3 separate regions of the Mus musculus genome follow, and all the other regions are linked to region 1. A link is a contact called in public ChIA-PET and promoter capture Hi-C data. All regions are on one chromosome and are shown on one strand. Each heading gives the region's core, a stretch centred on a gene start, on an enhancer-like site or on the middle of the called end of the contact. The rest is flanking DNA. Distances are from core to core; before and after follow the strand shown. Region 1 holds the start of 1810013L24Rik (RIKEN cDNA 1810013L24 gene). Region 2 has its middle 15 kb from the start of Mettl22. Region 3 holds the start of Abat (4-aminobutyrate aminotransferase).

Region 1 (3,757 bases), core at 724-3,223:
ACCCTGTAGCTGTCTTCAGACACACCAGAAGAAGGCATTGGATCCCATTACAGATGGTTGTGAGCCACCATGTGGTTGCTGGGAATTGAACTCAGGACCGCTAGGAGAGCAGTTGGTGCTCCAACTGCCGACAGATTGCTTCTTACAAGCTGGTTTTGGGCATCTGAAGGGTCCAGGTGTTGATTTGTGATACATAATGTTGCTTAGGCATCATTGGGGACAATTTAAGATTTAAAACAAATAAACAAACAAGGGGCTAGAGAGATGGCTCAGAGATTAAAAGCACATGCTGCCCTTCTAGAGGACCCAGGTTCAATTCCCAGCATCTACGTGGCAGCTCACATCTACAACTCCAGTTCCAGGGCTTCTGACACCCACTCCTCCCGCCATATACATATGAAGGCAAAACATTAATGCACTTAAAATAAAGATTTTATGAATCATATATTAAAATATGAATTATTTATAAAGCAAATTATAAAAAATAAGATAAAATATAACAATAATGTAATGTTACATATTATCTAATATAATACAAAAATAAGTAAAATTAAAATAAATTATACATAAAACAAAATAAAAAACAAAAACGCATCACAAGGTGTGGTGGCAAAGGCTTTTAATCCCAGCGCCCAGGAGGTAGAGGCAGGAGGATCTCTATGATTTCAAGGCAATCCCAAAACTACCAAAAAAAAAAAAAAAAAAAGTTGTTTCAAGAAACAAAACAGGCCGGGCGTGGTGGCGCACCGGAGGCAGAGGCAGGCGGATTTCTGAGTTCAAGGCCAGCCTGGTCTATCTACAAAGTGAGTTCCAGGACAGCCAGGGCTATACAGAGAAACCCTGTCTCGAAATACCAAAAAAGAAAAAAAAAAAAAAAAAAAAAAGAAGGAAACAAAACAAAGAGCACCAGCACACCTGGCTTTGAGCCTAGTCCTAAGGAAAATGGAATATGAACTTTCAGAGAGTCCAGAGATTAGGCTCTGGGAACCAGACAGATCAGGGAGAAGTCCGGAGAAGCCAGAGCAGGCAGGATCAGATCCTGCAGGACTTCCATCCAGTACAGATGGCATACATAAGCTGTCAGCTCAGAGGCTGAGAGGTCCCGTCATTGTGCTGCCCTCTTGTTCCCAGGCTTCCAGACCTCTTTCCTGGCACTGATCACTCTGAGTGAGCAGTGCAGGGGCCCGGGTGCCAGCAATTGCACATGGGGGGCGGGGGCGGGACGCGGCGGTCGCACGTGTCCCGGGAGCGTGCATGGGACAGGTGCCGGGCCGCTACTAGCGCTGGGCGCACTGTCCGCCAGGCGGCCCTGGTGTCCAGCTCCCTCCGGTCCCCTTCTCCGGGAAATCTCGGTGAGCGTCCCCAGGTCGCTCACACCTCCGGAGAATTTTCCTTTGGATTCACACGCTTTACTTGCCCCACTAAGGTTGGGAATTCTGGCATTAAAAAAACATAGAAAGGGCGCTGCAAACAGAGGTAGACTGCACTTCTCAGGAACTCGAGGAGTCAGCACATAAACACTGCGTGACCATGCACTTGCAAGCCCGGGAAAGGCCCCCGCGGGGTGCGGTCACCCGGCGGAGTCACGTGACTCTCAGACGGGGTGCGGGAGCGAAGCGAGCACCGCGCAAGCGCAATCCCTTGGCTCCAGTGTACAGATATTTCTTCTTCTGCTTTGGTTGGTCGCACGCAAACACTGTCAACTCCTCCCTGCTCTACAGTCTTCAAGTTCCCTGACATTTACTCCTTCCCCCAGCCCCCCGCCCATTGATGACATCAGTTCGACAGGCGGGTAAGCCAATCAGAACGCTGCGTTCAGGGGCCAGCACGCGGAACCCGTTGCGGCGGGCCAATGGGGAAGGTCGACGGTGGGCGCGCCCCAACCGCCTCCTGCCGGGGAAGCGCCGCTGGCCAAGTGGGCGGCGCTTTCCAGTCAGCATGTGGGCGGGGGAGGGCGGGGCCCGGTCGCCGCAGAGGCGTCGACGCCGCCGCCGTAGACGACGTTCCTCAGTCTTCGAGGTGGGCTCGGCGGCGCAGGCCGGACAGGGAACGCCGGTTGGAGAGCGGCGGCGGTCGGACCGAGGCCGCGGGGCCGTGGGTGGGCGGTAAAGGGGTGCGGGCGAGGCTAGGGCAGGGTGCGGCACCTCGGAGCGGGGTTGGTGGGCAGAGGACTCGGGCTGTGCGGGGTGGGTGCCGGCTCCGCGGGCTTGCACAGAGGCCTGGGCCGGCCGCCGGGCCCCTCGTTCCCGGGCCTGTCGACGACGACGTTCCCGCGGGGACCGCGCTTAAGGAGGACGCGGCGGCGGCGGCCAGGCCGCGGGAGGCCGCGGAGGATGGAGGAGCGGAAGGAGGAGGGCGAGGCGGAGATCCAGGAGCACGGGCCGGAGCATTGGTTCTCCAAGTGGGAGCGGCAGTGCCTGGCCGAGGCCGAGCAGGACGAGCAGTTGTCTCCCGAGCTGCAGGAGGAGGCGGCGGCCGCCGCGCAGCCCGAGCACAAGCAACAGAAGCTGTGGCATCTCTTCCAGAACTCGGCCACGGCCGTGGCTCAGCTCTACAAAGGTGAGGCCGCGCCGCCATCTTGGCGCCGCCCCGGCCTGCGGAGCTGCTCTTCCCCCCGGTTCCCGGCTCGGTCCCCGGGACCTGGCGGCTCCTCGCACCCTGCGGGGATAGCCGGACGACTGGGAGGGGAGGGCCGTGCCGCGGACCCCTGGCCATCTGACCCGCAGGACGGCGACGGAGGAGCTACCCTGGGAGGGGGAAAACTACGATGAAGGATGGGGAGACCCCCGATTTAGAGTACCTCCCGAGGGTCCCCACGTACCGGTCCGGGTGTCCCCGGTCGGATCGTGGGGGTAGGGGAGGAGTCCCTGTCACAAAATGGCGAAGGAGGCGGTGGGGCGGCCCTATTGTGCCCCGAGCCGGCCTCGGGGCGGAGACTGCTAGGGGCGCTTCCCTGAGCCTGCCGGGCGGCGTTCGCCACTCGGGTTGCGCTGTTGTCAGGTTCCCCTTCCTCGACCCAGTAACTCCGGTCTCACGCTCCCTTTGGGATCCCCAAATCCTGAACAAAATGGCGAAACCTAATATGGCCGTTCCGGAGTGAGTGACGCCCAAATAACATTCTCTTCTTTCTCTATGTCCTTGTGTGTGTCTTTTTCCCCCCCCTATTGTTTTTTTTCCCCCCTTTTTGTTTCCAGACCGAGTGTGTCAGCAGCCAGGACTTTCTCTCTGGGTCCCCTTCCAAAACGCAGCCACCGCCGTCACCAACCTCTATAAAGGTAAAGATAACCTTGCTGTCTTGCCAGGGTAGGCGGGGAGGGAGGAAGGGCAGGCCACGTTCCGGTTGACAGCCGATGTTCTGAGTGTGTTTTCTCCTCTCAAGTTCAGCTTCTGCTAACCTTGAATGCCTTGCAACTTGAGAATATCTGTGGTGTTCTAGCTAGATATCCAGAGGCAATTTTTGACACGCCTCCTATTCCTCCCTCGGGGACGTATGACAGTGCCTACGGGACACTTGGTTGTCAATCTTGAGAGGGGGCTGCTGGTTACTCTACAGTGCCTGAGACATCAATCCCCTAGCTCCTACCCTTTAGCAAGGATTTAACGCAGTCTGCAAAGGGCTGAGATTAAAGCTCTGCTGTGGAAGACAAGACAGGTGAGCCTTGTCTGGAAAATGATTCAATAGAAGCAATTACCCAGAGTCTGCAGATTCTTGACTCTGGCCACTGGGAGCATGGCAGTGTAAAAACATTGGAGTTCT
Region 2 (3,757 bases), core at 562-3,061, 370 kb before region 1:
CTGCCTTGACTCTGCCTGCCATGCAGACTCCCTACACTCCTCTTTTCTCTACTTCAGAAGCAGCAAAATGGCTCACAACAAGCCAGACAAAGAAAACTCCTGATCTTAAAGTTGCCTAATAGGGAAAGGGCTCCAAGTTAACATATGACCTGTGCAAATGATTTAAGTTAGGGTGACACCCAATAGAGGAATAGGATGAACCATAACCTCAGACCCCATCAGCAGAGAGCTGGGCTTGCCTTCCCACCCTGCTCCTAGAGCAGCAAAGATGGGACTTGGGCTTGACCACCCCGTTACATTTGGGACCCAAAGGGTCCAGGTTCTAAGACAGCGCACACCCAGGCACTAATCTGCTGCTTCACTTTGTTCCTAAAGAGTCCCAGACAGTCGGGTGCTGTTTGTCTCCTGTATGGATAGGAAACTGAGTCTCTGAGACACTAATAACTGGCTCTACCCCAAAATGCATAGCTTGTATTTTTAGGGAAGAGTCCCCAACTCCCAAACCCAAGACATTGTGTTTCCACCATGCTGTCTCCCCATTCCAGGTGCCTGAGGTCCCCTGTAACCTTACAGTTCAGGCTCTGCTGAAGTGGTGTGATCACTAGCAATCACAGCCAGTGGATTCTGGGTGGTTGGAACCAGCCCTGAGTTGGAGATTTCAGACACCGATGAGTGAGAGCAGATTAGAACAGAGTCGATAGGGTATATAAACCTTTGGGGGGGGGGGTGTACATCATTGGCTGAGGCCAGGGTGCTAGGATTGCCTCACTTGCATGAGGAGGAATTCCAGGTACTGCTGGACATGACTTTATAAGGGGAAAGGAGGTTTATCCTGACTACCAACTGGCTAGGTGACCACCAACGGTGGGGCAAAGGTGGAGGCACAGGGCTAAGTGCGCTAGGACACGCGGGGCAGGGCAGGAGGTGAGCAATCCTACTCCTGCAGATCTCCAGCCAGATTTCCAAGGTTCGAACAGGTCTCAACCTCACTCTTGCTCCAGGCCTGCTCCCCACAGGTCTCTGACTCCGCAAACTCATATTACCCCATCATTCCAGCCTCTGTGTAACCCCTTTATCTGTGAGGACAGTCAGTGCTATGAAGCCTGGTTGCCTGGGTCGTGTTCCCTGCGCAAAGCCTCCAGTACCCTCTAAGCTCCTCCAGTGCTTTCCCCGCGGAGCTCAGCATTGCTGCCTGGAACACATTTTCCCAACTGAGAAAGAAGAAATCAAAAATGTTGTTTTTGCACAAGCCACCTTTTCACCCATGGCTAAAATCCTCCCACAGAGCATTAATATCCAAAGCCATTTGGAAAGCAAGCTGGGAACTTGGCCTCCCGGAGACTGTAGTAACTGAATTTGCACCATGAGCCAGAAGTGGCCTGGCTGGGGACAGTGGGAATGAGAGGGCATGAGACAGGCATCTGGGGATTGGAGTTGCCCAACCCCCCCCCCTTCCCCACCAACAAGCAAGTGAGCCTCTGCTTCCTGATCTTCAAAAAGCTTCCCTCGGGGAAGCTGGGGAAAGTAGAGCTGACACCCCTTAGAACACAGCGGGGGCTGAGCCTGTGTGTCCAGCGGATGTGAGAGCCATTCCCTAAGCAGAGCACTGGTAGCTAACCGGAGAAGATGCGACCCTCCCTGCAAGCCTGCCACCCCGCCTCAATTAGATTTGGCTTGCAAAATGTTCCCAAGATGAAAGGAGCTGCCAGGGAGCCAGATAATCAAAGCTTCTTTGTGACCTGAAGTTCCTAGCCTATCACTGGCTGGCAAAGAGAAAATGAGAGGTAGAGAGAGAAGAGGAAATTACAAAAGACCACAAAACAGGATGAGCCTGGGCAAAAGCATCCCCGCCCACTCTCTGACTAGTATAGATAGGGGAGGTGTGGGGGAGAAGTGCAGGGTGAAGGCCTGGTATTAGCCTGTCCATCTCTCCTACATAGGGAAGCTGGCACTCAGCAAGAGTAAGGCTCACTCCCAGATCTGCCCAAGGCTCACACCTTGCCTTTCTTCTACTACTCGGGATGATCCTGACCATATTTTATCCCTTTCTTCAGGGTCTTTCCTGGCCATATTTTATTCCTTTCTCTGTCCTGAACTCTGCTTCCCATCTACCAAGTCAGTCAGCATTTTACACACACACACACACACACACACACACACACACACACACCTCAACCTGTCCCTGGATGTTCCTTACACGATGCCGCTATAGAATCAAGGGTTGTTGAGTAACTAGCTGATGGAGCTGCAGTTTTCTCAAGGATCTGTCCCCTGAGAGACTCCCTGCTCCAGTAGATGGCCTAAACCCATGTATACACAGCCAGCACTAGGTGAATTCAGCAGCTTGGGAGGCTTGGGGAAGGGAGGGGAGAGACAGAGCACGCAAGCATGTGAAGTTGAGAGGGAAGTGTGGAGGAGCAGGAGAGGAATCAGATGGGAGAGAATGGGAGACAGACTTGATCAAAGCGCATTCCATGCACATATGAAATTCTCAAACAATAAAGAATAAAAAAGAGAAGGAGATGAGAAAGCATGTCCAAGGAGATCCCTTGCCACCATCATCCAGGGGCCACGGATGCTTGTGGTCCACTGTGCTGCCAGGTAACTGGATATCAGGCTCACACTGCACATAGAATCTCAAGGGACCAGTTAAAGGTGGGCATGTGGCTCAGGTGATGGCATCGTGGCTTGGGAAGCTGGTGGGCCAAGCTGAAAAGGCTTTTCCTGAGGTGATGACTCGTCAGCTACGGTGTCCTAATTGGAAGCATTAGGACCAGAGTTTGGAGCCCCAGGATCCACATCAGTGCTGGTGGGCATGAAGACCTGCCTCTAAGTCTAAAGAAGACAGGATCCCTGAGCAAGCTGGGTAAGGAGACCAATGTGCCCAAATTCTCTGGGGCTGACTGGGAGACGTTGCCCAGGGCACAAAGTAGAAGGATGACTGAGAATTATCAGCATCAACCTCAGGCCTCTACATACTCACATACATGTGCCCACACACATGTGAAGCATGCATATTCACATATACACAGCACACATGGAAACAAAAAAAAAATCAATGAATATTTTTGTCCTGTGACATAAGTAAGGGAGTCTGGCCCTCCCTGAAACAGGCCTTGCAAGTATAAGAGCCCTAAATGGAGAGGGTTACAGGCAGGACAAGGTCCAGAGGCAGGAGGATGACTGTTAGCTTGTGTAAGTTATATTCTAACTAGTCCATTCTGTGGGATTTTCTATATGTCCCACTCCCAGCAATGTTCTGGGTACTTTGCAAGCACCAGCACAAACTACAAAGAACATAAAGTCTCTTTGCCTAATCTGACAATGTTAACCAGCCTTGGACCCACTACTCTCTCAAAAGTTTCAAATGGGACAACTTTGCACTCCCTTCAAGGAATGAGCTGGGCAGTGTTTAGAATGTGGCTGGGTCTGTGTCACTCCATCGCTCACAGGTAGGGAGTTATAGTGATTTGAACACATTATGTGTAGTACTTTGAGCTCTTCAAGAGGTCAACACAGCCTGAGACAGTGGGAAGTGGGGATAAGAACTCAGATGAGTCTGCCCATTACCCATCCCATTTGCTTCAAGTAAGTAACTGCATTATGGCCACCCTCAGAAACATTGTGCTGCAGTGAAAAGGAATGCCATTCAGTGAGCACAGCATAGAATGATTTCATAAAGATGAACCAAAAACTCCAACCATCCAAAAATGTGCGTGGAGTGATTCTTGTTAAACTTTAAAACAAGCAAGGCTGC
Region 3 (3,757 bases), core at 332-2,831, 320 kb before region 1:
TAGGGATAACTTGGATAGCAACTGGCAGGACCTTCTGGGTTCCCAAGGGACCGAGGATCTAGGCTCTCACCTGCTCCTTAGTCTAGTCATTGTCTCTTTGGGGTTCAGTTAGGGATCGCAGTGGATTGCTTACTTGGAGTTGTTTCATTTGTTTGCTTATTTCTGGCCTATCTTGATCCCTTTATTTCTAGGTTTACAATCCATAATAACTATATATGAGGCTGCTTGGATTCCTGGACTCAACAGGGACCTCCAGGCTCTGTAAAAGTTGGCCAGATCATGACACAGTTGCCTGGGAAAATCCTAGAGGTGGTTAAATGTTTGCAACTTTGATTTTATCAATGAGTGATAACACCTTGTGTCCAAATAACGTTGGAAAGTTATAAGACCATTAAATATAAGCAAGCAAGTGAGCAACACACACTGCATCCCATCAAACTAAAATAAATCCTCCCTCCCTTTAAAAATAAACAAATAAATAAAAATAAAAAATGAAAAAGGAGCCAGGCATGGTGGTGCCTTTAACCTCAGCACTCTGGAGGCAGAGGCAGCCAGATCTCTGTGACCTGGAGGCTGGGGTGGTCTATATTGCAGGTTTCAGGATAGACAGGGCTATGAAGAGAGACCCTGTCTAACAAATAAACAAATAAATAAGTGAAATAAGAAAGACAAAAGGAGAAAGGGGGAGGAGATGGCTGAGCAACTAGGGCCACACACTGCTCTTGCAGGGGCCCTGAGTTCTATTCCCAACACCGCATTCTGCCAGCTCACAACCACCTGTATCCACAGCTCCAGGCAGTCCCAGGATTCCAATAGCCTCCTCCAGCATCCATACACATATACATAGACAGATAGACACGTGATTGAAATAAATTTTATTTTTAATGAAAGAAAAGGTGTGGGACTTGGTCACTCACATATTCGTTTTAACTGGTTTCCAGTGCATCTTCAATTTTCTGAACACATCTCTATTACATCTAAGATCTTGTTTCTACTCATAAAAGAGATAGAACCAATTCTGCCTTCCTTTACCATTAAGGAAATGGAGGAAGGGTTGGGAAAGAGACCTGTCCTGAGTCCTGACCTGACTCTCAGTTTAGCACTCTTATTGACCTGCTGTGCACCACTGATGCACCAGAAGGTGGCATGGAGGGCCAGTGCCGACAGGTGCTTTAGTTCTGTTTCAGGGCCCCGGATTCTCAGGTTCCAGAGACCAGATCCGAAGCACAGAGGTCGGGGTTGGGGTTCAGCTCCATTCATCAGCAATTCCCAGGATCTTAAAACAGTGATGTGGGGTGGGAGTACATTGAAGATTCGCCTTAGCCTGCAAAGTCCCTCCCTCCTGTAAGGAGAGGACTCCTAGCCCCCATCAGATTTGCTAGGGATCCTTCGGCTGCCTCTCCCCAAGTCCCTTGCTCCGGCCCTCGCGGCCCTCCTCGGAGACCCCCGGGCGCATCCTATCCACGGAGGTCGGACTCTGCCCCCGCCCCGCCTTCCCCCTCCCCCCGGGGGCGGTGGCCCATGGCGGGTGCTCTCATTGGCTGAGGCGCAAGCAAGGGCTAGAGGCAGTGGTGCTGATTGGCCAGGGTGGCTCGGCGAAGCTTGGGAGCCTGGTGAGTCGCTGGGGGAAGCGGAGCAGACGCCAGGCGCAGCCAGGAGCATCGGAAGGTGATCGCGCAAGTCCGGCCCGCGGATCGCAGCCTGTAGATCGCAGCCCGGGCCTGGAGGTAAGTGCGACGCGTCTGTACGCGCGTGGCTCGCCCTTCTGAAGGAAGCCAGAGAAGGACATCTTCCTCTAGAATCCGGGCCCTCCATCCAACCAGTACGCGGGATCCTGCTCCGAAAGGAAAGGGTCTCCCACCTCCCAGGCCCCAGAAAGCAAAACAGCTTCGTGTAACCTTCAGAAATGGGGCCGTCCGTCCTGCCCACTGGCTGGAGGGGGAAATCCCTCCCTCGTTTAGTCCTTGGAATAGAGTCCCCCCCCCCCCCCCAAGTGGAGTCCTGCCTCCGCTAATATCTAGACCCTTTCTCATCTCCTCCCTTTCCTAAAAATCTAAGTTAGGTTCTCTTGCTTCTCTCTCTCTCTCTCTCTCTCTCTCTCTCTGTCTCCTTGGAATGTTGAGGACACAGCTCGACAGAAGGGTCCTATCCCTCCCCAACTGTGAAAGTCCTGGAGAGTAAGACCCTCCTTTCAACAAGGACATCCCAGGCCAAATCACCTGCATGCCCATTCCAGAAACTAGGTGCTGGATTCTGGGGACAAATGACTTCTCTTCTATTCCTATGAAGTCTCTTCCCACCTATAGGAGAAGCCATAACCCCCTAAACAAGGCTTTTAGGGGCCTCCACTTCCCAGGCCTAGAGCCTCCAAACTCTAAGAGCACAGATGGCCTTGGCACTGCAGGACCAGCAGGCACCCCCTTCCACCCCCACCTCCAACACAAATGTAAAAGTCTGTTATTCAGTGTTACCCTACAGACGCAGGTCTCTCTCCGCCTGGACAAAGGGCTATCAACATAGAGAAGAGCTGTTGGCCCACTTCCAAGGGTCCCCTGTTCGTTTCTTGGGGCTGCCCCCATCAAGTCCCGTGGATATTGCCTGATGGAATTCCCTGGGCATTAGGCCAAGAGAAGGCTGCTGCTGGGCTTGTCCACTGGTCTAGGGACACTGTTGGCTTAGCTGTGTGCCTCCCTCACACTAGCCTGAGAAGGTCTGGTGGGGGCAGGTCAGGAGACAGGAAAAAATTGAATCTTGGCCTGTTCTCTGGATCTGGGATGTGGGTTGGGGAGAGAGATGTTTCCTGGAGGCCAAAGGACAGCTCTGGGAGGGACAATTAACCCTGCCTGCAATCCTACGATGTAAAAGAGCATCTACATTAAGACTGACCGTTCATTTGGTACCTGAACCAACTGAGGCACTGGCTCAGAGAGAAAGGAATGGCTCAAGGTCACCCAGCCAGTCACTGACAAAACCAGCGTAGCTCCTATAGGGTCACTGGGGCTCCCCAACACTAGCTCCAGTCTTCACATGTACAGTGGGCACATCTGGGCACCATGTCCACTCATCACAGGACGCAGCCACACTGAGAAAGGCAACGCAGAAGGAGCAGAATTTGTAGAAGGTCTGTGAACACTCCACAGACTCTGGTGGGATCCATTCCTGGGGGCTTAAGGGTTTCTGTTTTGCACCTTCTGCAGTGAAAAGCTTGCCAAAATCCAGATCAACCCAGTAGAATGGATGTTATCAGTTACAATAAGCTAGAGCCAAGGCTACTGTGAGGACCGCGGCTGCGTGACTGGGTTTGCTCCAGGAAGAGGTGCTGAGGAAGGTGCACCCCTTTCCTTCCTGCTGCCTCTGCTCATTCTCCCTGGCTCCCATTCTCTACAGCAATGGCTTGTCCCTGCTCTGCTCATTCTCCCTGGCTCCCATTCTCTACAGCAATGGCTTGACCCTGCTTAGATCCAGCGCCCTTTCCTGGCACACGGGTGATTTTCTGGGACCATTTAGTGATCACCAAGCAGTAGTGACCAGACCCTCACAGATGGGAGAGCTGGGGTACCAACTCTCCCTGCCCCTTCCTCTGTTCAGCTATCAGCTGGCGTGTAGCTGTCATACAAGAGCTGAGTTCAAGGTGAAAACGTAGGGTAGTGGTTTCCATCTGCTTCTTGGTGTGTGATCTTGGGAAGATTTCCTTTTCTCTTTCCTTTTCCTTTCCTTCCTGTTCTTTTCTTTTCTTTTTAAAGGCAGTCTCATATAG

The links. ChIA-PET counts read pairs in DNA pulled down with a chosen protein or histone mark. Capture Hi-C pulls out chosen DNA fragments and counts their contacts.
Region 2: a contact with region 1 is called in an RNA polymerase II ChIA-PET map of memory CD8 T cells, with 6 read pairs. The contact joins the enhancer-like site here to the promoter of 1810013L24Rik in region 1. A contact is called at or near these places in 5 of 39 promoter capture datasets (the HPC-7 cell line, cranial neural crest, hematopoietic stem and progenitor cells and 2 more), 1 of 484 Hi-C or Micro-C datasets (B cells), 3 of 115 datasets of contacts at active chromatin or transcription factors (bone marrow-derived macrophages, extraembryonic endoderm stem cells and memory CD8 T cells) and 3 of 9 other capture datasets (adipose tissue, liver and pancreatic islet).
Region 3: a contact with region 1 is called in a promoter capture Hi-C map of liver. The contact joins the promoter of Abat here to the promoter of 1810013L24Rik in region 1. A contact is called at or near these places in 5 of 39 promoter capture datasets (cranial neural crest, hippocampal neurons, liver and 1 more), 1 of 115 datasets of contacts at active chromatin or transcription factors (embryonic hindbrain) and 3 of 9 other capture datasets (adipose tissue, liver and pancreatic islet).

The regions. Positions count from the first base shown.
Region 1 is chr16:8,828,127-8,831,883 of GRCm38.p6, forward strand. 1810013L24Rik (RIKEN cDNA 1810013L24 gene) reads left to right here and starts at 1,974. Exons shown (of 4, transcript NM_001081400.3): 1 at 1,974-2,559; 2 at 3,195-3,275. The coding sequence starts at 2,334.
Region 2 is chr16:8,453,555-8,457,311 of GRCm38.p6, forward strand. No RefSeq gene overlaps it. Among named protein-coding and RNA genes, the nearest start is that of Mettl22, 15 kb to the right of the region's middle. Within about 2 kb of position 1,812, at least 41 of the 459 cell types and tissues checked have an H3K27ac peak or open chromatin away from gene starts, as enhancers often do. A contact at or near this core is called in the HPC-7 cell line and memory CD8 T cells, where this site is marked.
Region 3 is chr16:8,511,848-8,515,604 of GRCm38.p6, forward strand. Abat (4-aminobutyrate aminotransferase) reads left to right here and starts at 1,582. Exons shown (of 16, transcript NM_172961.3): 1 at 1,582-1,727.